Linked DNA regions of Mus musculus: region 1 is linked to region 2. The links are chromatin contacts, called in public Hi-C maps. All regions are on one chromosome and are shown on one strand. The core of a region is the stretch at or near the end of the contact, and the rest is flanking DNA. Distances in the headings are between cores, read along the strand shown. Region 1 has its middle 16 kb from the start of Gm22950. Region 2 holds the start of n-THatg1 (a tRNA gene).

Region 1 (6,282 bases), core at 3,489-5,988, 75 kb before region 2:
GGAAAGCCATATGCTGGGACAGGAGGCTGGATAAGAAACAAGCAGTCATATTGTGCGGTGGTTTGAATAGGAATGGTCCCAACAGACTCATGTGTTTGACTGCTTGGCCCATAGGGAGTGGCACTATTAGGAGATGTGGCCTTGTTGGAGTAGGCGTGACCTTGTTGCAGGAAGTATGTCACTGTGGAGGAGGGCTTTGAGGTCTCACATATACTCAAGCCATGCCCAGTGTGGTTCATAGTCTTCTGTTGCCTGCAGTTCAAGATGTAGAACTCTCAGATCCTTCTTCAGCACTATGTCTGCCTTCACACTGCCATGTTTTCCACCATGATGATAATGAACTAAACTGAAACTGTAAGCCAGCCTCAAATTAAGTGTTTTCCTTTATAAGAGTTGCTGTGGTTATGTTGTCTCTTCACAGTAATAGAAACACTAAGACGCACTGCTTCCTATATTATTTAATGGAGTCCTGAAAATATAAGAATATTGTAAAATGCTAGATCTTTGCTCACATGTACTAGGACACAGGGTTTCAAGACTATGAGACCTCTGCCGTCATGCAGCTCGGCTTCCTCCTAGCCTTGCTCTGGGTCTAACTCTTATTCCCTCCAACTCATGATTGAGCAAACTGAGGCTTACATAGTTAGATAACTTACCTGACATCATACAATAAATAAACAACAGAGTCAGCATTTTGATACAAACTCCTTCACCTCCTACCAAACTGGCCTAGGCTACATAATGCTTAGTAAAAGCATTATCAGGGCCTTTGATATCTAGGGATGAGAAGGCCAGATAAGGAGTCCAGAGTAAGAAAAGAGCTGTGACTCCATGGACTTGTTCTAAGACAGCCCTTTCTGGACTCTGGGCCTTACGTCCTAATCTACTTATCAGTGGAGATCTTTTGACTTCTTTTAATCTATCCTAGCTTTTTAGGAAGTACTTGATATTCACTTTAAGCTGTCTCTCACCTCTTCCTTCTTCTTTGCCTAACCTAATTCTTTGAAAAACCTCCCAGGCATTATTTTGCCACTGGCCAAAGAGTGGAGTTGATGCCTAGTTGATTGTGTTTTACAAAGACATCTTGGGCCATACACATAGTCCTGTTCTCTTTGCCCTGGGTCCCCACAGATCCTGCTACATTTATTGTCTGTTTTCTAGAATCCTTGCTTGGGGTCTTTGATATAGCTTTAATTCTTCCTCAGATGATTAATGTATGTGAAAATGTACCCTGTCACTCAAAGTAAGAGAAGGTCCAAGTTTGTGCTCATTGTAATGAAAATTTTACACTATTAAAGTCTCAATTTTAGGGATAAAGGGAGCCAACAAACCATGCAGACAACTATAAATTAGAAGCACAGGGCCTTGTGTGAGCCAGGGTAAGTCATAGTGCTGTGGAGATTGCTTTTTTATCTATAAAACAGTGCAATGCTGCACATGCTATGTCATGTAGAAGGTGCTCTGAACCCCACTCAGGACCAAAGTAATTGTTCCCAAATGCTGTGAGTATTAGTGTTTCAGCTGAGTTCTTCTCCAGATGCCTCCAAGTAGTTCTTTACTGCAATCAACCCATGTCTAGAAACCGGTCAGTTGGCAGATAAATCAATGTAGAAGTCCAGTCCCCTTGAGTTGGAGCAGACATGAAAAGTCAGACTTCTGGAAGTGAACAAAAACCTTTGCTGCAACTGAATCCAAAATTCCACTTCTGCTCAGGACTTCCATCTTACCTCACAGGCAATTTTCCTGTTTTCCAGCAATCCCCCAATAAACTCTCTGCAAACTGACATGTCCAAAAGAAACCCCTGGACAAATGGTTAACTGTGATGCCTATTAACGTACATCTCGCTGGCCTCAGGCTCTCTTGGTATAGGAAGGAAGTACCTGATTCAGAGTCTAAGATGATGACATCTCCTCTCAGTTCTCCTCACCCTGCCCCATACCCCAAACCTCTCCAGCCCGGACGCTTCCCTTTCCCCAGCTTCTCATTCCTATGTAACCAAGACATTTCAGCTGTGAGTGTTCTTAGCTCTTGGTCTCCTTTGCTCTCTTGGTCTGTTGCTCCCCTCCCCCATTTTCCCACTCCTCCCTCTCTCTTCTCTTGGCCTGGTCCAGTCTGCTAGCCATGTTCACTGTGACATTTTCTCTCCATGCGCTGGACTCTTTCAGAGGCCTCTGGCTGTTTTCTTCAATCACATCTTCTCCTTAAGCATACCTTAGAACAGTTCTCATTTCATTTAGGAACAAATCTCCATTTCAGAGTCTAGTGTTTAAAAGCCTGTCCGAAGATATCTCACATAATTTGAGGGTAGGGGTATTAAACCAACAGCGTATGTAATATATCATTTGATTGCTAGTTTCCTTGACTTTGTTTTTGGTGGATTCATGGCAAGCAGAGTGTTTTCTTTTTTTTTTCTTTTTTTTTTCCACACCATATCAAAACTCTCAAGAGAGGAACAAAAGAGGACAATTAAAATAGCAAGGTCATAAGGAAAAGTGAATAGCTGGGGTAGGGGTGGGAGGCTCAGTGCTTCTGAGCTGGAGAAGTTTATAGCATGGGGATGAGGTGAGAAGAAGTAAGTATTTGTGATGCTACAGGAGCCTGGAAGCCAGCATGTGCTTTGTTACACTAAGAGGCACCACTGATAGCCATTCATCCCCTCTACCAATGGTAAGGGAGTGGGATCCTTCGTTAGAGGGGCCCAGGCTTCACAAGTTTCTGAGGAATGTTGACTTTTGTTTAACCACCAGAACTTGGGGTAGTGGAGTTTTCTTTGGACCTGATGTTGCTTTAGAAAAATTATTTTGGCACAGTGATCAGATTTACTTAAAATTAAAATCTGGGAGAAATAATGGTTTCCTATTATCTATACTGGAAGAATTAAAGACCTAACTCAAAAAGTGCCCATTGGAGGGGAGAAGCTGTCCACCAGAGCCACTTAGTATGTAGACTTGGCAGGTGTACACAGGGAAGCACAGTAGAGAAACGGCAGACACAACCTCTCCATGGTATGGTTAAGGCAAAAGCTTTTATTGTATATAAAAGGGAGAAAATATCCAGATGCAGATAGAAGAGAGCAGAGCAGAAAGAGAAAGAAATAGCATGAACATGGCCAGCAGACTGGACATTGCCAGGGCTATCTACAAGAGAGGGAGGAAGAGTAGGGGATAGAGTAGAGAGAGCATAGAGGATAGAGGGAGCATAGAGAATAGAGAGAGCATAGAGAATAGAGAGCATCGTGAGAGAAGCAGGAGCAGAACATACAGAAAACAGTGAAAATAGCAAGGTTGTAAGCAGAATGAGTAGCTGGAGGAGGGGAAGGTCAGAACACTAGTGTGGGGGCTTTGAAATGTATAACAAATGCTTGTGAGTAAGGACTGGGGGATCCTGGAAGCCAGCATGGACCTTCATATTCTGATAGACGCTAACAGTATATGTTAATTAAAGAACCACGTGTCCCTTTTGCCAGAGGTAAGGGAAATGACTCTTTCTTTTGGCTGATGGGAACAAGCTTTGAAAGATCCTGAGGAATGGTGGCTTTTATTTAACTATCAGAAATCCTCCTAGTACGGGTTCAGTTCATGTCCAGATAGTTGGACTGCCTCTAGGAGTTTGTGGAATTGAAGATTCTTTTGGACCTGACAGCAGAATTTGATGTCTATTTGAATGCTGGACATGAGGGACACTATGACATTTAGCTGTGAGGTTTAGTCTCCTGCAAACCTAGAAGTAGAAAAAACTTTGGGGCATAATTGGGAGCAAGGAACATAAGGTGAGTTGTCAGTTTGAGAAATGTTTGGTTGAAATATTTACAGTTCATCTAAATGGAAGATTCCAGGAAATATTTGAGTACATATACCGACTGTAAGAGAATAATCTAGAAACAAAACTCAAAATTAAAACAATCTTAGAAGTCACCTATTTTAGCTCTCTCACCTCACTCTGAGAAAAGCTCGACTTAAAGGCTAACACCTTTAAGGGACTTACCATGAAGTGAGTTTTTACAAAGATGTGACCAGAAACCAGATCTCTTGGGTTGAAGTCAGTGCACCCAACTCCTGGTTAAGTTCCTTTTTTTTTTTCTTTCTCTCTCCTTTTTTCTATTTATCTTTATGCTTCCCGATGTAACAGTGAATGAGATACAATGTTGCTAAATGTGTTTGTTGAACATACTAATTCTACTTATTATTTGGGGGTAAGGTTGATCCCTTCTATAAACATCATCACTGAAATTATATTTTAGAGGCATCTTGGAAGTCATCAGACCCAGGGAAATCCAATTTAGCCACCAACATTTGCATTTTACCCCCCTCCACTTCCTCTAAGCAAAACCTGTTGCTCAGGTCACAACCATGGGAAGATTTTGTGCTAAATCCTCTGATTCAATTGAGAAGACGAATGAAAGCAAACATTAAAATATTTGGGTATTGAAATCATGTAATCAATTATCTTATTTTACACTTGAAGGAACTTGAACTAAGAGCTCTTATCTTGAGTTAGACACTTTAAAGTCCTAAATGAGGAAGAAGGAAAGTAGCAGTCTGGAACAGAAGAAGATAACACACTAGTTAAGCCCTCACTGTATGCTTGACCTTGTGTGGCATGATTGAGTGCAATTTTCTCCCTTGATACCCATAGAAAGATCATCTACATATTTTTCACACAAGGAATGTTCATTCTTCCTAGAGTTCTACAATTAGTAAATGGTAATTTTGGAACATAAACCCCAAATTGTCTGACTCCAGAGCCCATGCCTCATCTTCTATGGCATAGAGTCTATGGTATGCAACCTCTAGAGGTTTCTGGTACCATTCCAAGCATTAGGTATAAACCTGGAGATCAAAGAACCGTTGCTGGTGCTTTCTCTAGAAGCCAGTGAACCTGCCTGTCTTGTCATCCTCTCAAGGCCTGGAAAGTTCTAGGATCTAAGAGAATTCAGGAGATTCTTCTGATTGGCAGGGGATGCCCAATGTTGCATCAGTAAAGGCAGGCGTTATCCTGGACCTACAGTGTCAACTCTGCCGCTAACTAATCAAGAGGCCTCGGGAAAGCCACTTCTCTGTGATGGTTTTCCAAGATGGAAGAAAGCATAGAGAAATGTAAATTTTGTGGGCTTCCCTGTTGATTTCCCAAGCTTCTCTACAACACTCCTCTCTGTCACATCATAGGTCTAAAGGGTCAATGTGTGAGGGAAAGTGAGTCTCTTCTCAGAAATGTATCTTGGCTTTGGAGAACAATTGCTTTGAGTCTTAACAAATGAGTAAGAGTTTATTGGATCAATGAGGAGGAGGCGGGTTCCAAGAAGTGCAAAAGTTTGAACAAAGGCGCAGGGTATTTCTGAGGAGTTGCAAATGCAGAAAAGTTGCAGCATTTGGTGAAGAGCTGGGGAAGGGGGGCGGGAGGGTTAAGCTAGAAATGAGAAAGGAGAAATCCACAGAAACCAAGTCATGCAAGGTGTTGTCGGAAGCTTGGGCGCTCTAAGGAGCATGACGGTGTGGTCAGTAAACTTCTGCTTTAGAAAGGTCCTTCTGCTCCATGTCCCTGTTCTTCGTCAGAGATAGCAAGGCTAAGAGAGGTGCTCCTGCTCTTTAGAAGGTAAAGAGATGGACAGAACTACAACACCACCAGTTTATAGCCCTGGTCTATTTGCTAATTGTAGTGGTTAATCTTGACTGTCATCTTGATGGGATTCCAGAATCAACCAACCCTTGGGGCCAATATCTGGGGCGTTTTCAGGAATTAAAAACTGAAAGAAAAAGTGTAGGGTAAAAAAAAAAAAACGTCTGAGCTTATGTCCAGGTTTGAAAACCCACCAAATCCCGAGTTCAAAATCCCACCAATCCCTGATCTTGAAATCCCACCAATTCCTGGGCTCACCCCAAGCTCAGGACTTGAAACCCCACCAATCCTGGAAATCCTTATCCTGGAAAACTGCTGCCAAGAAACCCTGTATAAAGCCTGCCTCCAGCTCAGTTCCCTCCTGCTTCTCAAAGGAGCAGAGGCAGCCATTGTCTTTCCCAGTAAGTTTCTTGCATGAGGTTTGTTGTGCAATGTGACTTGGTGGTGTTCCTTGACTCCCACCTTCCAGGACAACTTTCCCTTCAGAGCTATAAGACTTGCATTGGGGAAACCTTTCCCCTCAGAGCTGTAACACTCACAAAAAGACACTTGCCTGGAGTGGATGGGACCGTTTAGTGGGTGATTCAATAAAATATCCTGGTGCATGCTGATTGGCCTAGCACGGCTTCCTGCTTGTGTCTATTCTCCTAGTTGCTTTCACTGTC
Region 2 (6,099 bases), core at 813-3,312:
AGTGGGTAGGGCACTGGCCTAGCACGCAGTAGATCTCCAGAACTGCATACATCAGGTGTAGTGGGACATGCTTACTCGTAGAAGTCGGAAGACTTAGAAGTTTAAAGGTCATCACCCTGTTCCACACACTAGATAGCAAGTTAAAAGCTAGTTTGAGCTACCCGAGACCTTGCTTCAAAACCAAGCAAGAAACCCCCAAAGTTAAGAGTAAGACAAAACATTTCTCAGAGAGGCTCAGAGTGTGTCCTAGTTGGTGGGATGGGGTGGGTTTCCTGGCAGGATGGGGTGGGTTTGTTGGTGGGTTGGGGAGGATGTAGGAGGAAGCTCTGCACCTACATTGAGAGTGACACCAATAGCAGATCACTGGAGCCAGAGAGGCTCAGGAAATCTGCACAGTGCTGTCAGTTACAGACATTTTAAAGATAAGAAAGGGGGTTGGATCTGGTGCAGTCATAGCACCAACAGAAGATACTGAAAAGTCCTTCCTTTTCTAGGAACTGGTGTTCAGTACTCAGCATTCAGCACTTGGCACTTCATAGAGCAGATACCATTTTACAAAGGTCCCTGCTTCGTTGGTGACTTGACAGCCTAGGATGTTCTGTGGACCACACTCTTGGGAAACCAAGGGCCAGTGTTATGGAACTACTTACAGAACATAGCTAGATGGTGGGGTCAAAACCTTGACTCAGAGCTACACAGCATCCAGCAGGCTGAACTCTGGGGAGGCAGAGGTTGTAAGTAATCTTCCTACACACTCCTAACAGTTCCCTAAACATTAGAAAGATCACACAGGGACCAGCGCTCACAAAGAAACTCCTAAAGAATTGTTCAGAGGTATGACCAGTGTCTTAGACTCTACCTGGAAACAATACCAAGACCTAACCAGGATCTGCAATGCAGTTTTCCAAAGAAAATCCCAGAGAAAAACACCACCCATCTGTGTGCCAATACCTGAAACCTGAGTTTACAAAAATGCCCAGGGATGAGATGGACTTCTAAACACCTAGGAAGGGATGCTGAGAGGCTCAAAACTAAACCAAGCAAACAGACCAGACAGTGTTCATGTACTGGATTTTCATCCAGCTCTTTCATTTACACAGATTCCTCCTTTAATACCAAAGTCAATTTAGCAGGCCACCTTTGTCCCACTCTGCTCTTGTCTCTACCCTTCTTCCCTTCCTCCTCTCTCCTCCTCAGTTGGGTTAATCTTTTTGTGCACTGTGTAAAGGTTACCCTTGTATTATTCAAATATTGGTTTACCTACCCGCAGAGCTGTTTACAGGCCTGACCTTGGTATTGTTATTTTTATTGGATCATCACACCTGCCTAAAGATTTCGTAAACATTTTCTCCATCATCTTCTGATTGGTTTAATAAAGATCTGATGGTCTATAACAGGACAGGAGAAGAAAAGTGAAACTTCAGAGTATAGATAGGAACTCTGGGAAAGAATCAGGCCTGGGAAATGCTCCAGCCAGACATGGAGAAAGTCAGACATAGTGACTACCTGTGGAGTTACTAAGTTATACAAGCTAGTCGAGAACAAGCCAAAGATACAAAGCACATTTAAAATAAACCTTTGTGATTGTTTCTTGAAAAATTTTGACAATGTGAATTAAGAGTAAATATTTGCATTGCATAAAAAACAGATAAAAGGCCTCAGCTTTTATAACTAGTAAAAAGTCATTATTGGGAGCTGGCGAGTTGAGGTGGTCTAACAGTATTCGGCTCACCAAATGTAGGGCTAGAAATCTAAACTTAGGCAGACTAGGCTTTAGGCCAAGCCCAGCATGGAAGCCTGGGACACGGTTTCCTAGCAACCTAGCAAACCAATGAGCAGAAGGTGACAGAAGGCTCAGAGCAGCTGAGATCCAGCTGACCTGCAAGCCAGCAGCACCTGCAGGCAAGCAGGGCTTATGAGGACCAGTGCAGAGGGAGGCCTTAATGCTCATGTCTTGCAGAAAGGTAGCTCAGAGCTGGACAAAGCACAAAGTTGATGGATGTGGCAGAAGCCACCACTGAAGACAACCCTGAATCAGAGGCTTGCAACATCTGCTGCTGAGGACTGAGTGAACGCAGGAAGCCAAGATCAGGAAGTCGAGATCACAGAGGAGCCTCTAAACCTGTACAGAAACTAGCAATGACCAAAAGTAAGAGTTTATGTAAGTGTGGATGCAGAGGTAAATGTTTAAGTTTGAAAATAGTAAAAGAGAAACAAATAGCAAGCTTAAATAATAAAGTCTCCAAAGAAAGGAGAGAGTTGCAGAGTTTAAAATATATTTTTTTTCTATGTTTAAAAAAAAAACTCAGAGGGCATTTGGACCTTGTATAATTTTGTTTCAATTATCAGCATAGAAATAATTAGATGTGCAGTAATGGCTGCAATTTCATATATCCTCTTTAAGAAAGATCAAAACAATCTTCAGAGGAATTCAATCTAAAACCCATGGCACCACCTTGTGATAAAATTGCAGAATGGCAACCTATAGAGATGCAATACACTGGGTTAAGAATAGAGATACACTGAAACTTATTGAGGAGAAAGTAGGGAAAACCCTCGAAGATATGGGTACAGGGGAAAAATTCCTGAATAGAACAGCAATGGCTTGTGCTGTAAGATCGAGAATCTACAAATGGGGCCTAATAAAATTGCAAAGCTTCTGCAAGGCAAAAGACACCGTCAATAAGACAAAAAGGCCACCAACAGATTGGGAAAGGATCTTTACCTATCCTAAATCAGATAGGGGACTAATATCCAATATGTATAAAGAATTCAAGAAGGTGGACTCCAGAAAATCAAATAACCCCATTTAAAAAATGGGGCTCAGAGCTAAACAAAGAATTCTCACCTGAGGAATACCGAATGGCTGAGAAGCACCTGAAAAAATGTTCAACATCCTTAATCATCAGGGAAATGCAAATCAAAACAACCCTGAGATTCCACCTCACACCAGTCAGAATGGCTAAGATCAAAAATTCAGATGACAGCAGATGCTGGCGAGGATGTGGAGAAAGAGGAACACTCCTCCATTGTTGGTGGGATTGCAAGCTTGTACAACCACTCTGGAAAGCAGTCTGGTGGTTCCTCAGAAAACTGGATATAGTACTATTGAAGGATCCTGTAACACCTCTCCTGGGCATATATCCAGAAGATGTTCCAATCGGTAAGAAGGACACATGCTCCACTATGTTCATAGCAGCCTTATTTATAATAGCCAGAAGCTGGAAAGAACCCAGATGCCCCTCAACAGAGGACTGGATACAGAAAATGTGGTACATTTACACAATGGAGTACTACTCAGCTATTAAAAAGAATGAATTTATGAAATTTCTAGGCAAATGGATGGACCTGGAGGGCATCATCCTGAGTGAGGTAACTCAATCACAAAGGAACTCACACAATATGTACTCACTGATAAGTGGATATTAGCCCAGAAACTTAGGATATCCAAGATATAAGATACAATTTGCTAAACACATGAAACTCAAGAAGAACGAAGACCAAAGTATGGATACTTTGCCCCTTCTTAGAATTGGGAACAGAACACCCATGGAAGGAGTTACAGAGACAAAGTTTGGAGCTGTGTCAAAAGGGTGGACCATCTAGAGCCTGCCATATCCAGGGTTCCATCCCATAATCAGCTTCCAAACGCTGACACCATTGCATACACTAGCAAGATTTTGCTGAAAGGACCCAGATATAGCTGTCTCTTGTGAGACTATGCCGGGGCCTAGCAAACACAGAAGTGGATGCTCACAGTCAGCTATTGGATGGATCACAGGGCCCCCAATGGAGGAGCTAGAGAAAGTACCCAAGGATCTAAAGGGGTCTGCAACCCTATAGGTGGAACAACAATATGAACTGACCAGTACCACGGAGCTCTTGACTCTAGCTGCATATGTACCAAAAGATGGCCTAGTCGGCCATCACTGGAAAGAGAGGCCCATTGGACTTGCAAACTTTATATGCCCCAGTACAGGGGAATGCCAGGGCTAAAAAGTGGGAGTGGGTGGGTAGGGGCATGGGTGGGAGGATATGAGGGACTTTTGGGATAGCATTGGAAATGTAAATGAGGAAAATACCTAATATAAAGTATTAAAAAAAAAAGAATAGAGATTCTATGTGATGATGGCACTTTAGAGCAATGAAATACAATATCATATATATTTCATTTTGTAGAGTTTGGAAAATTAAAATACAAACATACTTTGATACATCATACAACTGATACATATTCAGAATCCCAAAGGGCTTCTGCCTTGAGTTCTGAAAAAGAAAGATTCTGAGATTGTATGTACATTTATTAGAAATAGTGTTTAATCTTAGAGATGCCTTTGTAGATAGAAGCTGATGATGCTTTATGGCATATATATCCAGTAGAGTGCAATGTTTTACACATTATAGCATAAAACATGTTACAGATATATCTTACAATCCTACAGGTCAAGCAATTGTAAACCATCTAACTACCCTTTAAAGGAAATGTTCATAAAATGTAAGGGGGATATGGCATCTACCAAAGGCAGATTAAATAATACTTTACTATCTTTCGAATGTTTAAAATGTTGATGAGACATGTAGCACAGCTCCTGAAAAGCACTGGATTTTAGAAAGGACTCATGAATTAAACCAACCCATATACTATAAGGTTGTGCTAACTTCAGAGTGGAAGTCAAGAAATGTGTTGGGGGAGAGGTTTCAACAGAAAACGAAAAATTGTGGATTCCTTTAACATTAATAAAGATTTTTTTTAAATCGAAATTAAATTAAAAATCTAAATTTGATGAGGGGGGCCTCCTGAAAATGCTGGCTGCATACATGAAAGAAGAAACCAAGAAAAACAACAAAACAGGTAACATACATGCCAATCCTTCTATGTGGGAACAGCTGGTAGACAGGCTGGGACATGAATGTCTCTGCACAGCCAATAAATCTTGTTGGCTACAGAGTCCTCGGGACTTATTACATGCCATCCTGTCGTATAACATGGATGGGGATTTATACTGCAGTTTGGGTATACTCTCCAGATTTATAAAGTTTGATGCCTTTCATGCTCAAACAAAGAGCAAAGAATCATCTTTAGATGTGTGCACATTACACATTCCATACATGTTACAGGTATGTATATTACCTTTAAAAGTTTATGTGTTTTCAGAGCCAAAGGTCCAAACACCAATGAAGACAGGACAAGCAGCCCAGGTGATGCAGCCTCACAGGCAGCCTCAGTAACTGTTTTCTCAAAAACCTATAGCCATGACAACTTCAAAGGCTTCAGTCAGGACTTCAGTCAATCCCTGCACTTTCCCATCACACCCTGGACAGCAAATGTTAATGGATAGGTCTTCTTGGACTTGGCCAATATCCCAGTTGTTTTGTTTTGTTTTGTTTTGTTTTGTTTTGTTTTGTTTTGTTTTGTTTTGTTTTGTTTTGTTTTGTTTCAAGACAGGGTTTCTCTGTGTAGCCCTGGCTGTCCTGGAACTCACTCTGTAGACCAGGCTGGCCTCGAACTCAGAAATCCGCCTGCCTCTGCCTCCGGAGTGCTGGGATTAAAGGCGTGCGCCAGCACACCCGGCTAATAAAGGAGTACCAGTCCCAACGAGCCAGACAGGAGTCGAACCTAGAATCTTCTGATCCATAGTCAGACGTGTTATCCATTGCACCACTGGTCCGCAGACCCAGTTTTCTTAGGTTCCCCAAAAGATGTCACCACCCTGGAAAGGTGGAAACTTCTGGTTCCTTTGGAAAGTCAGTTATGTCAAATGATATTTTGCTAGGGCACACAGGTGAAAGGACGTTTTGCTAGAGCAGATATCTGAAAGAACATTTTGCTGAAGCAGACACAGGTGAAAGGATGTTTTTGCTGTAGCAAACATGTAAAAGGACACATGATGTTTAGAAAGAATATAAATATGACCCCACAGACAGTAGGAGGGAAAGCATTGGTTTGCCCTGCTCTACCTTGCTAGTCTTTGCTGATGGCACACACATATTGGCTCACTTTACACTGCATTGCTGAGCTTTGCTTGCTGTGACATCATAGAGAGAAACTCATCAAAGAACTTCTCTGTATTTGCCAGGCACTGGCAGAGCCTCTCAGGA

The links. Hi-C and Micro-C count contacts between places; a contact is called where the count stands out from the background.
Region 1: a Hi-C map of the HPC-7 cell line shows a contact between it and region 2, with 4 times the contacts expected there. The contact joins two enhancer-like sites. A contact is called at or near these places in 3 of 39 promoter capture datasets (the HPC-7 cell line, HPC-7-derived erythroid cells and maxillary cranial neural crest), 1 of 15 datasets of contacts at CTCF or cohesin (pro-B cells), 4 of 484 Hi-C or Micro-C datasets (the HPC-7 cell line, bone marrow-derived dendritic cells, bone marrow-derived macrophages and 1 more), 2 of 115 datasets of contacts at active chromatin or transcription factors (CD8 T cells and bone marrow-derived macrophages) and 1 of 9 other capture datasets (adipose tissue).

What each region holds. Positions count from the first base shown.
Region 1 is chr1:171,746,582-171,752,863 of GRCm38.p6, reverse strand. No RefSeq gene overlaps it. Among named protein-coding and RNA genes, the nearest start is that of Gm22950, 16 kb to the right of the region's middle. Within about 2 kb of position 4,738, at least 7 of the 459 cell types and tissues checked have an H3K27ac peak or open chromatin away from gene starts, as enhancers often do. A contact at or near this core is called in the HPC-7 cell line, where this site is marked.
Region 2 is chr1:171,669,009-171,675,107 of GRCm38.p6, reverse strand. n-THatg1 (a tRNA gene) reads right to left here and starts at 5,669; the gene lies at 5,597-5,669. Within about 2 kb of position 2,062, at least 40 of the 459 cell types and tissues checked have an H3K27ac peak or open chromatin away from gene starts, as enhancers often do. A contact at or near this core is called in the HPC-7 cell line, where this site is marked.